Regions from separate parts of the Pan troglodytes genome. Here region 1 is linked to region 2. The links are chromatin contacts, called in public Hi-C maps. All regions are on one chromosome and are shown on one strand. Each heading gives the region's core, a stretch centred on a gene start, on an enhancer-like site or on the middle of the called end of the contact. The rest is flanking DNA. Distances are from core to core; before and after follow the strand shown. Region 1 has its middle 130 kb from the start of CHRDL1. Region 2 overlaps RTL9 (retrotransposon Gag like 9).

Region 1 (6,920 bases), core at 777-3,276, 230 kb after region 2:
TGTGACTGCCATCTAGTGGCATGCAGGGTGGTGGTGGGGGGTGGTGGAGAGTGCTCCAACAGGGTTCAGTCAATAAGCAGGTGCATTGTTTATGAATAATTTAAAAACAATATTAAAACTGACTAAAGTTGGTCAGACTTTTATTATAACCACATGCTGGCAATTCTAAACAGTCATTGATAAAATACTTCTCACTTTGGTATACCACTGCCCCCACCCCAGCACCTAAGTGATTCCCTCATCTCCCCTTGGAGAGCCATATTTAAGCCTGACTTTTCAGGTAATACTTCAGATTATATCCCTTCCCTCTATCAAAATGCTCCTGTCTTGTGCTCTAACCCCCTAAGGCTGTGCTTTTTATTTTCCTTGGTGGAATTTATTTATAGGGAAATATTTATAGGGGTTACCAGCTGTCTCTACCAGGGGCACCTATGTTATAACAGAAGTTACCTGAAGAATCAACGCTTTAGTCCAATGGTGTTCTAACTCTTTTAAGGCAGTGAAACACTGTTTTCAAACAAAATATGGTATGGAACCCCATCTCCTAACTCTTCTTTAAGTCTCACCTTCAGTGTCATTTCCTCTGGAAGGTCTTCCTTGCCTCTCCATGATGAGGACAAGTCCCCATGACTTAGTCACAGCACCTTGGACTCGCCCTTTCATACTACCCATCACACGTGTTATAACTTGTCTAGTGTCTGTATTCCTTAGTAGACTGTAACCTCCATGTGGGCAGATACTGCATCTATCTTGTTCACCACTGGAACCCCAGAAGCAAGTGTTGTGCTTGGCCCACTGTATGTGGTCCGTAAATAGCTGATGAATGAATGAAAGCCCTTCTGTTATTATAGCCTATGAGTAAAAGAACATTGGAAATAACCATGTCACATGTTATATTGTGGGTTTTTATTGAAATTATGGTCAAAAACAACCCCAAGATCATTTTTTTTTTTTTGGAAAAAAAGTGTGGTTAACCAGTTTTCCCACCTTGTAGTCATGTGAGTAAAACTAAATGCAACAGCCACAACTCCCAATTTCTAGTGTGTAGATTTTTCCTCCTCTCTTTGGCACTAAAGTCAGGTTCTTCTTCTTACTAAGTTTTGGCTGAAGCTCTGCAGGGACAGTCTCCTCTTCTGTTTTATACCAGGACCCCCCAAAAGGCTTCTCCTAGTTGGCCATCTCAGGTTGGCACTTCCTTCAAAGACGTGCTTAAGTTCCACTGTCTGATTGAAGTTAACCCAGCCTGAGACTGCTTTCCTTTTTCTTTTAACTACTAGAGATCATGAACAAAGTGTTCACCTAGTTTTTTAAATTTATTTTTATTTATTATTATTTTTTCAGAGACAGCGTCTTGTTCCGTCCTTCAGGCTGGAGTGCAGTGGGCATGATCACTGCAGCCTTGAACTTCTGGGCTCAAGTGATCCTCCTGCCTCAGCCTCCAAGTAGCTGGGACTACAGGCATGTGCCACCATACACAGCTAATTTATTTTTAACTTTTTTAGAGATGGGGTTTTGCTATGTTGCCCAGGCTGGTCTCTAAGTGATCTTCCTGCCTTGGCCTCCCAAATTGCTGGGATTACAAGCATAAGCTATCACACCTGGTCTAATTTTTTAAAAGGCATTTACTGTGCATTTATACGTCAGTCACTCTCATGAACACCTTATTAACTCATTTAAGCCTGACAAGAACCCTATGGCATAGAGATTATTCTTATCCTTATTTTACAGATGAGGGAACGAAGATTAAGAGATGTAGGAAACAAGAAATACGAATTGTTTGCGTGTATTAACTCTGTCTTCTCCTGATTCCCTGATTGGAGTGAACCTCTCAATAGTTTTGACCCCAAAGTTATTTTGTTATTAATTTTGGTGATAAGTTGAACAGAGGTAAACAGGTTTATTGAAGGACTGAAAAGGGCCAATGCCCTTCTGCAGCGTTTCCTTCCCCTCCCTCACTTACCTCTTGATGAAGAGGGCTCCCTATGCGGATACATTCCAGAGCTTCAGAATTCCTCTCTGAGCTGCTCCCTCCTATGGCAACGCCCACGTGAATGCCAGAGGACAATGGCACAGGCAGTTTTCAGGAACACGTGTAGACCATCAGCCCCTTCCTCCTCACCAGGGCCTCTGGCTGCCCTGCAAGCTGCTACATCTCACAATAAACCCAAACCCCTGGCATTTTAGAGAAGTAGCAGGTTCAGAAGTGAAAGAAAGAGAAAGTCGGAAGAGCAGGAATAACATTAGCACTCTTTGTAAGGGGAGAAGGCCTGGATTACATTACGGATGCTTAGGAAGGACAGGTATGGCCTATTTAGTTGGTGCTGCCTACTTCTATCATCACCCAAAATCTCATCCCTCTCATTCCCAAAACTCCCTTCTATTGCTTCCACTGCCAGAAGGTTTTCACTCACTTTACCCCTCTGCCTTTATTTTTGTAATTGGGGAATGCATTTTGAGGGTAATAAAGAATAATAAAGTATTTAAAAGTGAAAAGGTATCTGAGGGTTAAGCAATTATCATTTATTTCACTTAAGTTGCTTCCTTCCTAATGCCAGACAGCTGCCCTGGAGGGATTTAGGTTTTGATTGTTGTGTGAGGTGGTTAATGGCGGAGCCTGAGGTTCTTTGTGGAACAAGGCAGGTGGGATAGCTGGATCTGAAGGGAGGAATGAGGGCACTGAGAATCCAGAGAGTGCATGATGACATGGAGAGAGGAAGCTGTCAAGTACAAACTTTGTCTTCTTTGAGGTTTTGCCTAGGACCTGTGCCTTGCCTCCCTCCCATCCATCCCATCCAGAAAAGTGAGAGGAAACTCCCTGCTCACTCCTCTCCTCACCACCTGCCCCTGCCCCCAGGATGGAGCTTAAGCGGGTACTAATTAGTACTATATATAACTTGGCTACATTCAGGGTTCAAGAGACTTGTGTGGACTGGCCTGGGAATCTGAGGATCAAATAGAATGATATTTCAATAAGAAAATGCATGCTGAATTCTAAACTTTTGGCCAATATGTTATTCTTACATTGGGGACTGCTTATACTGGGAGGCAATTTAGAATTCCTTCTGTCTACATTAACTTGAAGTCAGGCATTGGGTCTCTTGTGTGGGCCATTTTGTGAAGGCTCCATACACACCATGTTGGAGCGTAAGTATTCATACACACAGAGAGAAAGATATAAAGATATATAAGTATTGTTATATATATATATATATATATGAAACAGGATCTTGCTCTGTCACCCAGGTTGGAGTGCAGTGGCATGATCGGCATGATCATAGAGAACTGCAGCCTTGAACTCCTGGGTTCAAGTGATCCTTCTGCTTCAGTCTTCTGAGTAGCTGGGACTATAGGCATGTGCACCATGCTCAGCTATTTTTTAAATTTTTGGTAGAGATGGGTGTCCCACTATGTTTCCCTTACAGGCATAAGCTACCATGTCCGGCCTGTAATATATATTATAGCTATTATAAATATTATATATTATAGATAGCATATGTAGAAATATAGATATTTCTTATCCACAATATTGAAGTCTTAGCAAAAATCCTTCACAGCTTAGTATTACTGTGAAGCCTATGCCACACATGCAAGGACATTTTGCTTTAAGCATTTAGAAAAATCGATGTGTAAATCTAATATTTATCATTTATTTTGAAAGACATCTTATGGCAAATCAGTTTACAAAGCAAATAAGACCTTTTTTTCATTTGTACTTATTAACGCAGGTTTTATTAGTTTTCTTTAGAGTAGGGTACAGAGAAAATGTCCTGAAAATCTGCCTAGCCTCTGCATATTTATGTATTCCCTGAACTGCTTGCTCTCCCAAATGGAGAAAGAATCTCACCAGATGGACTCTTCACTTGGCAAATATTTACTGAATGTCTGGACGTGCTGGACATTGGGTCCCTAACTTCTCAGAGCCTTCCAATCTAATCATGGAGACCATGACTGAGCAAACATTTCATGTTTTTACATATAATGGCATGTAAAAGGTGAATGCCTTCAATGTTCTCAAGTCTAAAATAGGGTCAATAATGATACTTCCCACACAGGGCTATGGTGAGGATTAAATGAAAAAACATGAATGTCAATTGATTACTATAGTGGTTGGCACAGGAAAAATACTTTGGTGATTATTTCCTGGAAGCATGGGGTAGGGAAGAACTAACTAACCTGCCTGAAGGAGGTGGACAAGTTTTCAGAGCTGAGCAATATGAGCTTTTAACAATTAGTAGGTGTTTGTTAAGTAGAGACATCAGGGAATAAACATTCCAGGCAAAGGGAGCTGTATATGAAGGCTCAGAATTCCTGAGAATGTGGTAAGTTCCAGGATCCTGGAGTTGCCTGCCATGGTTGGAAGATACAGTATATAAGGAGAAAGGGAACATGGTGGCAAACCAGGAGGTGAGCAGGCAAGGTTCCACAGGGGCAGCGATGTTTGAAGGATGAGTAGAAGTTTGCCAGTCACAGAAGAAGAAAGAACACTGTAGTGGTGGAAAGAGCATATACAAAGGCACAAAGTTGTACACGCATATGAAATATTTGGGGGACAGTGTTCTGTAGGTGGAGCTCTGCATTCAAGAAGCTACCTCTCCCATGTGGAGCTTTCAAAGGTGTCTGGGCATGTTTGCTAGGCTGGTGGGGTGGGCCCCTTGATGTCAAATTATGTGAGGATTTCAGAGGGGAATGGAAGCAGTACATGTACCCGCAAAAGGAGAGGAATTTGGAAAACAGTAATATGTCTGTCTTGGAAGCTTGTACTCAGCACAGACTCTGCATACTGGCAAGCGAGCCCTGATAAAAGGGATAAAAGTAGAATCTGAATGACTTGTTTGCACAAAAAACTGTGAGACTCTGGGACACATGAAGACCCTGCTTTGGTGCACACAATACACACTCAAGAACTATTTGTTAACTGGTTTCATGTAAGGTGATAAAGTGTAACATCACAGGTTGGGAGGAAAGAGGGTACTCTCTCTACTTGTGCACAGGATCTGGTGCCATTTGGGAACGCTGAGGATTCCAGAGCATCACCACTGTGGTGGCATCTCTAGACCAGCAGAAAGAGCCCCTACCAGGAATAGCACAGTTGGCAGCAGTGGTGATATGTGTGGCCGTACAGGCAGTCAATGGACTTTTTTTTTTTTTTTTTTTCTAGCAGAGCCCATCATGGAAGTAGGTGTTGGGGAGGAAAAACTTTTCCTCTACTCTCTTAGGTTCAGTAACTAGGAGCCTGTGGATTAAACTAACAAAACACAGATTAATAGAAGGGAAGGCACACAATTTTTGTTAATATTTACATGTACAGAAACTCATAAAAAGGAAGTGAAACTCAAGTGGTTACACTTGGGGCCTTTACATCCTTTTAACAAAGGAAAGGTTTGGGATTCAAGGGAGGACAAAATGTGGGAAAGTGACTAGAAAATATACGGGGGAACTAATGGAGGGTAAGGGCTAGTTTGGTAAGGTTGGTGTCTTAGTCTGTGTTGCTATAAAGGAATACCTAAGGTTGGGTAATTTATAAAGAAAAGAGGTTGATTTGGTTCATGGTTATGCAGGCTGTACAAAAAACATGGCATCAGCAACCGTTTCTGGTGAGGGCTTCCAGTAGCTTCCACTCATGGTGGAAGAAGGGAAGCTGGCGTGTGCAGATTACATGGTGAAACAGGAAGCAAGAGACAGAGGAGGAGAGGCCAGGCTTTTTAACTACCAGTTCTCGAAGGAACCAAGAGTGAGAACTCACTCATTACCACAAGGACAGCACCAAGCCATTTATGAGTCATCTGTTCCATCACCCAAACACCTCCCATTAGGTCCCACTTCCAACACTGGGGATCAAATTTCAACATGAGACTTGGTGAGGCCAAACCATATCCAAACCATAGCAGTCTGTTTCTGCAAACTCTTCTTGTTGTTGACTTCCAATCTTCAATGATTAGAGTCACTCTTCTCTCCCTGGTATGAATGGGGGTGTATTAGTCCATTCTTGCACTGCCATAAAGATATACATGAAACTAGGTAATTTATATTAAAAAAAAGAGGTTTAATTGGCGTATGGTTCCACAGGCTGTACAGAAAGCATGATGGCTTCTGGGGAGGTCTCAGGAAACTTACAATCATGGTAGAAGGCAAAAGAGAAGCAGGCATCTCTTCCATGACCACAGCAGGAGGAACAGACAGAGGAGGGGGAGGGGCTACACACTTTTAAACAACCAGATATCATGAGAAGTCATTCACTATCACAAGAACAGCAAGGAGGAAATCTGTCCCCAAGATCCAATCATTTCCCACCAGGCCCCTCCTCCAACATTGGGAATTACAATTCGACATGAGATTTGGGTGGGGACACAAACCCAAACCATATTAGGGGAGCACCTTTCTCAAAGGGAAATTCATCCCCCTGCTTTTAGGCAGATAAGGGGAAGGCAGAGAACTGTTTCTACATCTGTTGGTTCTCAATTTCCTGCAGGTCAAAATAATCCTTCTGCCAAAGTGTCACATTTTGGGGTGTCATATTCTGATCTTCTTCAAGGGTCAAAGCAAGAAAGGAATGAAAGGGTGGTAACATGTGGTAACAGACAGGACTTCTCAGTGCTTCCTGGGAATCACAGTGGGGGCAGATAAGTGGAGACTATAGGGAAGAAAAACCTGTAAACATTTTCTACATCTAGGAGACCAAATTGACAGGACTGGGTGAAATTCTGATGTGGCTAAGCAGAGAAAGAGGGCCAAGCTCTCTGGTTTGAGTTATTTGCAGTTTCCTCAATGGAGGTGGAGCAATACTGGGATCTATAGCCCAAAGTTCCAGAAGAAAGTGTGCTGGGTGTAAAGAGGGACTATGCGTAGCTCAGCATGAGTGTTGGCAACCAGAGGCCAAAATTCCATCCAGGGTGTGGGTCAAGAATTGTTGTGAGTTCCAG
Region 2 (7,639 bases), core at 2,468-4,967:
CTTAGTAGCTCAGTTTTCCCATCTGTCAAGTGGGTATACAAACTAATAATAATACAGGTCCGCAATCCCTTATCTGAAACTGTTGGAGCTAGACATGTTTTACAGTTAAAAATATTTGGATTTTAGAAAAGCAATGTGGTAGATATAACATATATATCACACCTTAATGAGATCCAAGATAATACCCAGTGATCAAACTCACTAATATTTCTAAATGGGATAAATGAATAGCCTCATGTCAATTCAGGCCCAGTTTTGCCACCAAATGAGCTTGCCACAGAATTTCAGTTTTCAGAAGCTTTGGGATATCAGAGAGGCACATAGGAAATTGTGGACAATGAAGGAAGTTAATACTTATTTCGTGCATGTAATGTACCAGGCATTGTTCTAAGTATGCATTAACTCATTTAAGTGGCCCAATAAGCCTGTGAGGTAAGCAGTATTATTATTATCATCCCCATTTCATAGATGAGAAAACTGAGATTCAGAAGTTAAATCACTTGCCCAGGGTCCCAAAGCCAGTTAGGAGCAATGCTGGGATTCCAACCCACACAGTTCAGCTCTTATCCACCTTCTCTGCCTAACCCATGGGGTTAAATTGAGGCTTTAAATGCCTACAGGGGCTGAGCAGGTCGCTGAAAAAGTAAAGGTGGCCTTATGGGTACTGAGGCAAACTGGTGAGCACGTGCCTCACCTACAGGGAGCAGGTTGTTGAGCTCTGGCTGATTGTTGCTATATTGGAATTTGGATCGAAGTTTTTCTCTCTCTGTGTGTGTGTGTGTGTGTGTGTGTGTGTGTTTCAGAAAAGCCAGAAATCCAGCTTTCTATCTGAAATTTCCTGACTTTTAAATGTTGGCAATTAATTTTAAAAAATGTTTAAAACGTTGTACGGGTCAAATAAACTCTGTCTGCAGTCTGAATTTAGCCTGTGGCTGCCAGTTTGCAAGCTCTGCAATGAGTAAATAGATGTGAAAGTGCTTTGGAAACTTAAAAACGTGCTCTAGAAACAGAAGAGTCTAATTTTAGGGTTATATCTTGTTTTTTCCTTGACTGTGGTCTAGTTTTTTAAAAACTTGTATTCCCGACCTGATGGAGATGAAAAGTCAGAATTAAATAGAGACTTCAGTGAACTTGAGTACTTCATTCCTTTGGCAGGCTGGATAAATGAGAAGCCTAGGTGTATTGGATGGACTAAGCCTCAGAATTCTTGCCACACCCACAAGCCCCTTCTAAGGAGTTTCCATCCACAGACCCTAGCTGAGGGAAGTAGCAGTTTCTTATGAATAGGTGACTATTCTTGGTACCACGTGACCCTGCTTCCCCCAGCAATAGCCACTTGAGCCAGGAGAGGGCATCTGATCCATGAGCAGTCACTCTATAGGCTGGCAAACAGCCTATGAAGGAACCTGGGATGAGAACTTTGCCCAGCAAGTACAGTTACTGAATTTGGACCAATGAGAGTTTCTCTCTTGGGGAGTTTGAATACCAGACCTAGAAAGAGTGAGCAATTGGCAACAGGGGCAGAAGCTGAACACAGAGAAGGCAGGCAGCAGGGACCCCGGATAAGCAGGACCAGGAGAGATTACTGAACTTCAACTATGTGCCAGATTCTTTACACGTTGTTTTGTTTAAAACATTCAAAGAACATGCGAGGTAGGTACTGTTATTATGCCTGTTTTACAGATGAGGAAACTGAGGTGAAATAACTTGAAGTATTGGGGTTCAAGCCCAGGCCTGTTTGAAGTTAAAATGAGAGTGTAGGAACCTCAAAGCCAGTGGTTCTGAAACTCTAGTGTTTCAGAATCACTTGGGTTAAATGCAGGTTCCTTGGCGTCACCCCAGACCTATATTGAATCTGACTCTTTGTGGGTAGAGTCTCCCTCCCCCTACAAATCTGTGTTTTAGCAGTTTTCCCAGGGAGCACTTGATGCAGGGTTTCCCCACCACACTTTTATTTTGAGAAATGCAGTTTCAGAGGGTATGGCAAGTACTGTGTACTGTGCTACCTTTACCTACACAACCAAGGTCAATGTCAACAGATGTGGTCAAATTCCAATTTAAAGTCTTTTGGAAATGGGGCCAATTATGTAAAGAAGAGGGCATTAGTTTGTTCTCTTCTCTCATCAAGGAAGTCTACATTATTACCAGTTATTTGAGAGAACAGAAGATTGAGATGAATGCTTAGTAGTTGTAAACACGATCGGATCTGCACTTCAGGGTGGGTGCAAAGCTAGCATATGTTCACTAAGCATTTTCCATGAGGTGCGTAAACTGTAGAAACTCAGTGCTCTGGCAACAAAGAACATGAGAGAAAATTACCAAATGCAGATAGACATATTGTAAACCGTGGAGCTTAAAATGTAAACCTACTTGCTAGGCTGATCATAGAGGTTCTTCTCAGCCCCAGAGAATTTGTGTAAGAATCTTGTCCATGCCTTTATTTACACCATTGATTAAAAATGCTAATCAGGAGAGGATCAAGGCTATGGACCTCCTTCTAGGTTGTTGCAGAACTCCCACTCTGGCAATGGTATTCAGCTGGTTTTGAATTTTTCTGCTTTAAGAACTATCCCTGGGAAGACTAGTGGTCTGAAGTTTGCTTGGAGAGTCTCAAGCCGGAAACTGATTTGTGGTCCAAATGCTTAATGGCATCAGACACTTATTCCTACAAGAGAGGCATGTGGTCCAAGGGGTGGCACAGGTCAAATGTGATGGCCAAGTCCCGCCTCAGCAGGGCTTGAATCCGCACTTGGCAACTTTTATTTCTCTCTGTCCATTCCTGTGGATACTTTATCTGTGTTAATGTCCTCATTTAGGCTAAGGTCAAACTCTGTTCTTCTCTCTTCTGGCCAGAAAGACTTCCTGTTTTACAGGTATATGATCTTATCTGTGTTGATACTTTAACTCTGAGTGATTCCCTAAAGCAGGTCCTTGGACAAGTGCCCATCCTCCAGGAAAATTGCAGCAGTCCACCGTGCAATGAGAAAGCCTGAGGACTAGGTAGTAAATGTTTCGCAGAGAAGAGAAATCTATTTCATGTATTATTCTTTATTCTGAGGTTATTTCCTTCTCTTTTGGTGTTGAAAGGAAGCCCCTTCTTTTTAGAAAATGATGATTTGTGGTTGTTCTGTTTCTTAATGATTTTACTTGGGAAAATAAAAATCTGGAAGTTCAATATCAGTCCCTGAAATTTTGGGTTGCATTAGCTGCAAGTCTGGGAACCTGGTCTAATTTTGAGTGTTCTGCTAGCACCTCTAGGTACCTCCTATTGCCACTTGTGTTCTAAGTGCTTATAAATTACCTGCTTCGCAATCTGCAGCAGAATCTCTCCGAGGATTGACATCAAGCTTACAGCTTTGGAGTTTACGGTATACTGGTCTGTAGTTTCCTTATTTAAGAAAATTGGGACACTGCCCATTTGCAGTCCTCTGGTATCCCTCCTGTTCTCTCTGATTCCACATATCCTTCAGACCGGCACCTAATGCAAGGCAGTTCCGTTTGCTCTTCTTATAATGTTCTTTTCCCTATAGAGTTGGACATGCATATACATGTTGTTTGGGGAATTTGCAGCACATCCAATGAAAGCATAATTCCCAACTAACAGTCAAATCCTTTTCTTTGGAGCTACCCAGAACACACCTACCCTCTCTTCCATATGACAGCCCTTCAGAGACTTGAAGACAGTGTGTGACTCTCCTGTGAGTTAAGAGCACTGGCTGAGTCAGACAGACCCGAGTGACAAGCCCAGCTTCGCTCCCTCTCAGCGGTGAGAGCCAAGGTAAGTTACTTCATTTTAATTTCTCTCTAGTTCAGTTCTTTAGCTGATTTAGAAAATGGGAGTAAAAAAGCCACTTTGTTTGTTTATCGTTCAATAAATAAGATGAGGTATGTAAAGTGTTTAACATAGTGCCTGGCATAGTAAGCACTCAGTAAATGCTAGCTATTTCCCCCTCTTTATTTATAAAGAGCCGGTGCGCATTTTAAGTGTCAGGGCTGTGGGGGAGGAAGGAAGTGGGGAGGGCTTCTACTTCCCTGAATGATCAAGGAAGGAAGAAGATCCTAAAGTAGACCAGGTATTTCTTTAGCCTTAGGTTGTCTGTTTTCAGTTATCTGGATGCCTATTTGCTAGGGCTTGGGGAAAGAATATTGTTGAGAATCTAGGGAAAGGCTTATTTTCAACAGCTGGAAAGCTATTTGTTGACATATTGAACCGTCTCTTGTTTATTCTTATTTCCCTGAGCAGCTAGCCATGCAATCCCCTAAACTCAATTACCTTTTGTGAGGCGGCAGGAGCATGACACCTCCTAGCCGTATTGATCAGTGCAGACTGGGTGGGACGTGAGGGACCTGAGAGATGCTAAGCGGCAAATTCTGGGCTTTTCCTTCCTTAGAAGGCCTCTCTTCTCTGTGTTCCTAGAGACTCTGGCTTTAATAGAACGGAAGTCTATGCCTCACATGGGCTGAGCATGCAAGAACCGTCTCTCAGTAGCCTCCTTAGAAGCAGGCTGATGAAAATAGTCACAATGGGTCAGAACTTGGAACCCTGGGGTGACCAGTGCTAGCATGGTTTTCTAACTGCAGCTCTTTGCACACACTGGGTTTTGCAAGCAATTGAATGATATGAACTCTGAATGCCATTGCAGCTAGAGAAAGTTTGGAAGAAGACACACCCAACTGTGAACAGACAGAGGAATGGGACTTGCGGGGAATGGGGGGTGGGGCATTTTCAGGAGTTTAGCTTTGTCTGTATGGAGGATTTCAAGTCTTTATCCTAAGAATATACTCCTAGATTACTTATGGAATTACTAAACATAAATAAAAGTTAGAGAAAGAAGAAATTATTTTTAAAAACAAACCAAAAATAAAACACAAAATAAAGTGGTACAACCATTAAGCTTGTCGGGGTAGAAAGATTGCTTGGGTCGGGGGGTGGATGTCCGGGATCCCTAGAGAGAGCTTGCAAGGAGAGGAGTGAAAAGGGCTTGAGAAAGAACCCTAGGGAAACATATCTTTAAAAAAAATAAAATTAACTTTTATTAGTTTTTTTCTTTTCGTATTATGGGTCCATTATAGACCAATGAGAAAATACAGATAATGAAAATGAAAATTAAAAATCCCCTCTAATCCCATCATTCAACTGTGGTCACTGTTGGCGTTTTGGTATATATCCTTCCAGGTTTTTTTCTATGCAGAAATCTACATATTTATCTTTATGATAATCAGATCCTCATGTACACATTAGAATATATTTTCAATGGCTACAATAGTGGCTGCTACAATTGCACCATGATTCGTTTAATCATTAAACAAGTTGTGTTCTAACATTAGACACTTAGGTTATTTCCAAAATTGTTGCATTAGAACATAAACAACAGTGCCCTGTAGCTGTGTGACATTGGGAAAGCTAGTTAACCTCTCTGTTCCTCTGTTCTCATCTGGAAAATGAAGGTGCTAATAGAACCTACCTCGTAGTATGTTGTGAGTGTCAAATGAGATCATATAGGTAAAGCACTTAGCACAGGGCCTGGCACAGTAAACGTTAGCTTTAATTGTTAGGTGTGTTAATAATAATAATAGTAGTTGTTGTGAGGCCATTGTTAACAGAATGGCTATTCTGTGACTTTTTTTTTTTTTTTTTTTTTTTGCTTTGAAGGGAGAGGAGAGCGACTGGAATTTTTCTTTTGAGTAGTATGCTATAGTGAGCTCTGGAGTCACACAGAGCTGTGTGCCTTTGGTCATGTCAATTCATCTCATGGAGGCTCAGTTTCCTTACCTGTATACTGAGAATTTAAAGGACCTAGCTCACAGGGTAATTGTCAAGATCAAATGAGATAATGCTGGTGAAGCCCTCAGCCCCATTCTTGGCATATGGGAAGAGTTCAAGCAATATCAGTTGTTGTTGTTATTATTACTACAAGGATTCAGCCATTTGTAGTAAGAAAGTTTCCTTGCTTTGTGGTGTGGGGATGTAGGGGAGATGGCAGTGAGAAGAGTACTCCGAGTTTCTAATCACTTGTCTGATTACAAAGAGATAAAAATATTTTGGAAACAGAATGGCCAGGGCTGAAATCTGGGATTTAAAAAAAATTATTATTATTATTTTATGTGACCGTGGTCACATAGACTTCTCCAAGCCCATTTCCTCATGTATAAAATGGGAATGATCTCAGTGCCTTACAGGTGTTGCTGGGAGGTCGGAATTATATAGTGCATATGTAGTGCTTAGCCCAAGTGCTCAGTTGTTGTTGGTCGTTAATTATGAGGTTTATAACGACCTGAATGCCTCCCTTGTCAAACTCTACATCCCTATACCTAGGCTACTTTAACTTCACCTGGAGGCTTTGCCCTATCCAAGGCTCAGGGACCAATTCTCCCCTTAGACTGAGGGTTTCTCCCCTTAGACTGAGTGCACCAGTTCAGGAAAACTGGAGTACTCTGGTAAACCTTTCTGCTAGCTCTACTCTGACCTTGTGCCCCAGTTCTAGAAAGCAGGCTGTAGCCATGTTTGTATGAACAAGCCCTCAGCTGGTATGCTCAAGGCTGGTGTGCTTTTCTTGCTAGCTGTCTGAAATCCATGGAGCCTTTCTGTTGAATCCTAGCCCTATGGCAGGGATACCGGTCGCTGGATTTTTCTCCGTGTCTCTGACCCTGGGGTAAATTGTCTTTGTTATGATCACCATTACAGGGCTCTATTAAGGTGTTTGCTTGCCAGCCCCCACTGTCCATCCTCCCAAACCCTCTTTCCCTGCACCTGAACCTCTTTGAACGTTTCTCATGCTGCTCCACTCAATCTCCAGCCTCAGTTTCTTTCCCTCGAGCCCTCTGCCTGTGCTTCCATGTCATATCAGTTGCAGTGCCTGGGTCCCAGGACTCCTGTGTCTGCTCAACTGCAGAGGGCACGTATCTTGTTTCCTGAGCCAGGACCCTTTTCATCTCATCTTTTTAATTGTGTCAATCTCCTCTTTTCTTTGGGCAGAGTGGGGTGGGGCATAGGCTGGTGGGACTGTTGGGGGCGACAGGGAAGAGGGGTGGAGTTGCATAGGCCAAGTGCTAAAGCGGAGCTTCTGGAGGACTGTCAAGTGAAAGGCGGCCAGAGGCAAATGTCAGAGCCTATATAGAGGCAGGAATCTGGGACCAGAGAGACAGAGCAAGCAGTAGCAAGTCAGGAGCAGTGGGGCGGGTGGGCGGGCAGGCTGGCTGGCAGGCAGGGGGGCGTGGCAGGGGATAGCAAAGGGAGATTGCAGAGAACAGCTGTTGGTACTGTGTCTTACTTTAATGAACTGGCTGGGCACGAGGTATAAGTTAATTGGCCAGAGTGAAAGAGCTAGGGGCGCAAAGGATACTCTCTCCCTCTTCTCCGTCACTGGCAAGGTAAGATCTTTCTGGGTTTTGCCTGGTGGGAAACTGTGGCATGTTCAGATATTTTTCTGAAGATGGGAGGTGGAGGTCTATGGCTGCTTTTTTGACTCATCTTTCCCATTGCACCAATTATTACAATTATTACAATAACCAGGGTGTCAGCAGGAGGCCAGCATTTCTTTTATGACAACCCATCTTGGGGTTATCCAGGCTGGAGACAGAGGCAGGGGTCTCGGTAGTGTGACTGAGTAAGGGGGAGAGGTGGATCTTTATAGCACCT

What was found. A called contact is a pair of places that touch in the nucleus more often than the background predicts.
Region 1: a contact with region 2 is called in a Hi-C map of induced pluripotent stem cells, with 4 times the contacts expected there. The contact joins two enhancer-like sites. A contact is called at or near these places in 4 of 7 Hi-C or Micro-C datasets (blood, induced pluripotent stem cells and stem cell-derived neural progenitor cells).

The regions. Positions count from the first base shown.
Region 1 is chrX:108,167,010-108,173,929 of NHGRI_mPanTro3-v2.0_pri, forward strand. No RefSeq gene overlaps it. Among named protein-coding and RNA genes, the nearest start is that of CHRDL1, 130 kb to the right of the region's middle. Within about 2 kb of position 2,027, at least 4 of the 24 cell types and tissues checked have an H3K27ac peak or open chromatin away from gene starts, as enhancers often do. A contact at or near this core is called in induced pluripotent stem cells, where this site is marked.
Region 2 is chrX:107,936,379-107,944,017 of NHGRI_mPanTro3-v2.0_pri, forward strand. RTL9 (retrotransposon Gag like 9) reads left to right here. Exons shown (of 4, transcript XM_054676408.2): 2 at 3,633-3,778. Among named protein-coding and RNA genes, the nearest start is that of CRIPTO3, 76 kb to the right of the region's middle. Within about 2 kb of position 3,718, at least 1 of the 24 cell types and tissues checked has an H3K27ac peak or open chromatin away from gene starts, as enhancers often do. A contact at or near this core is called in induced pluripotent stem cells, where this site is marked.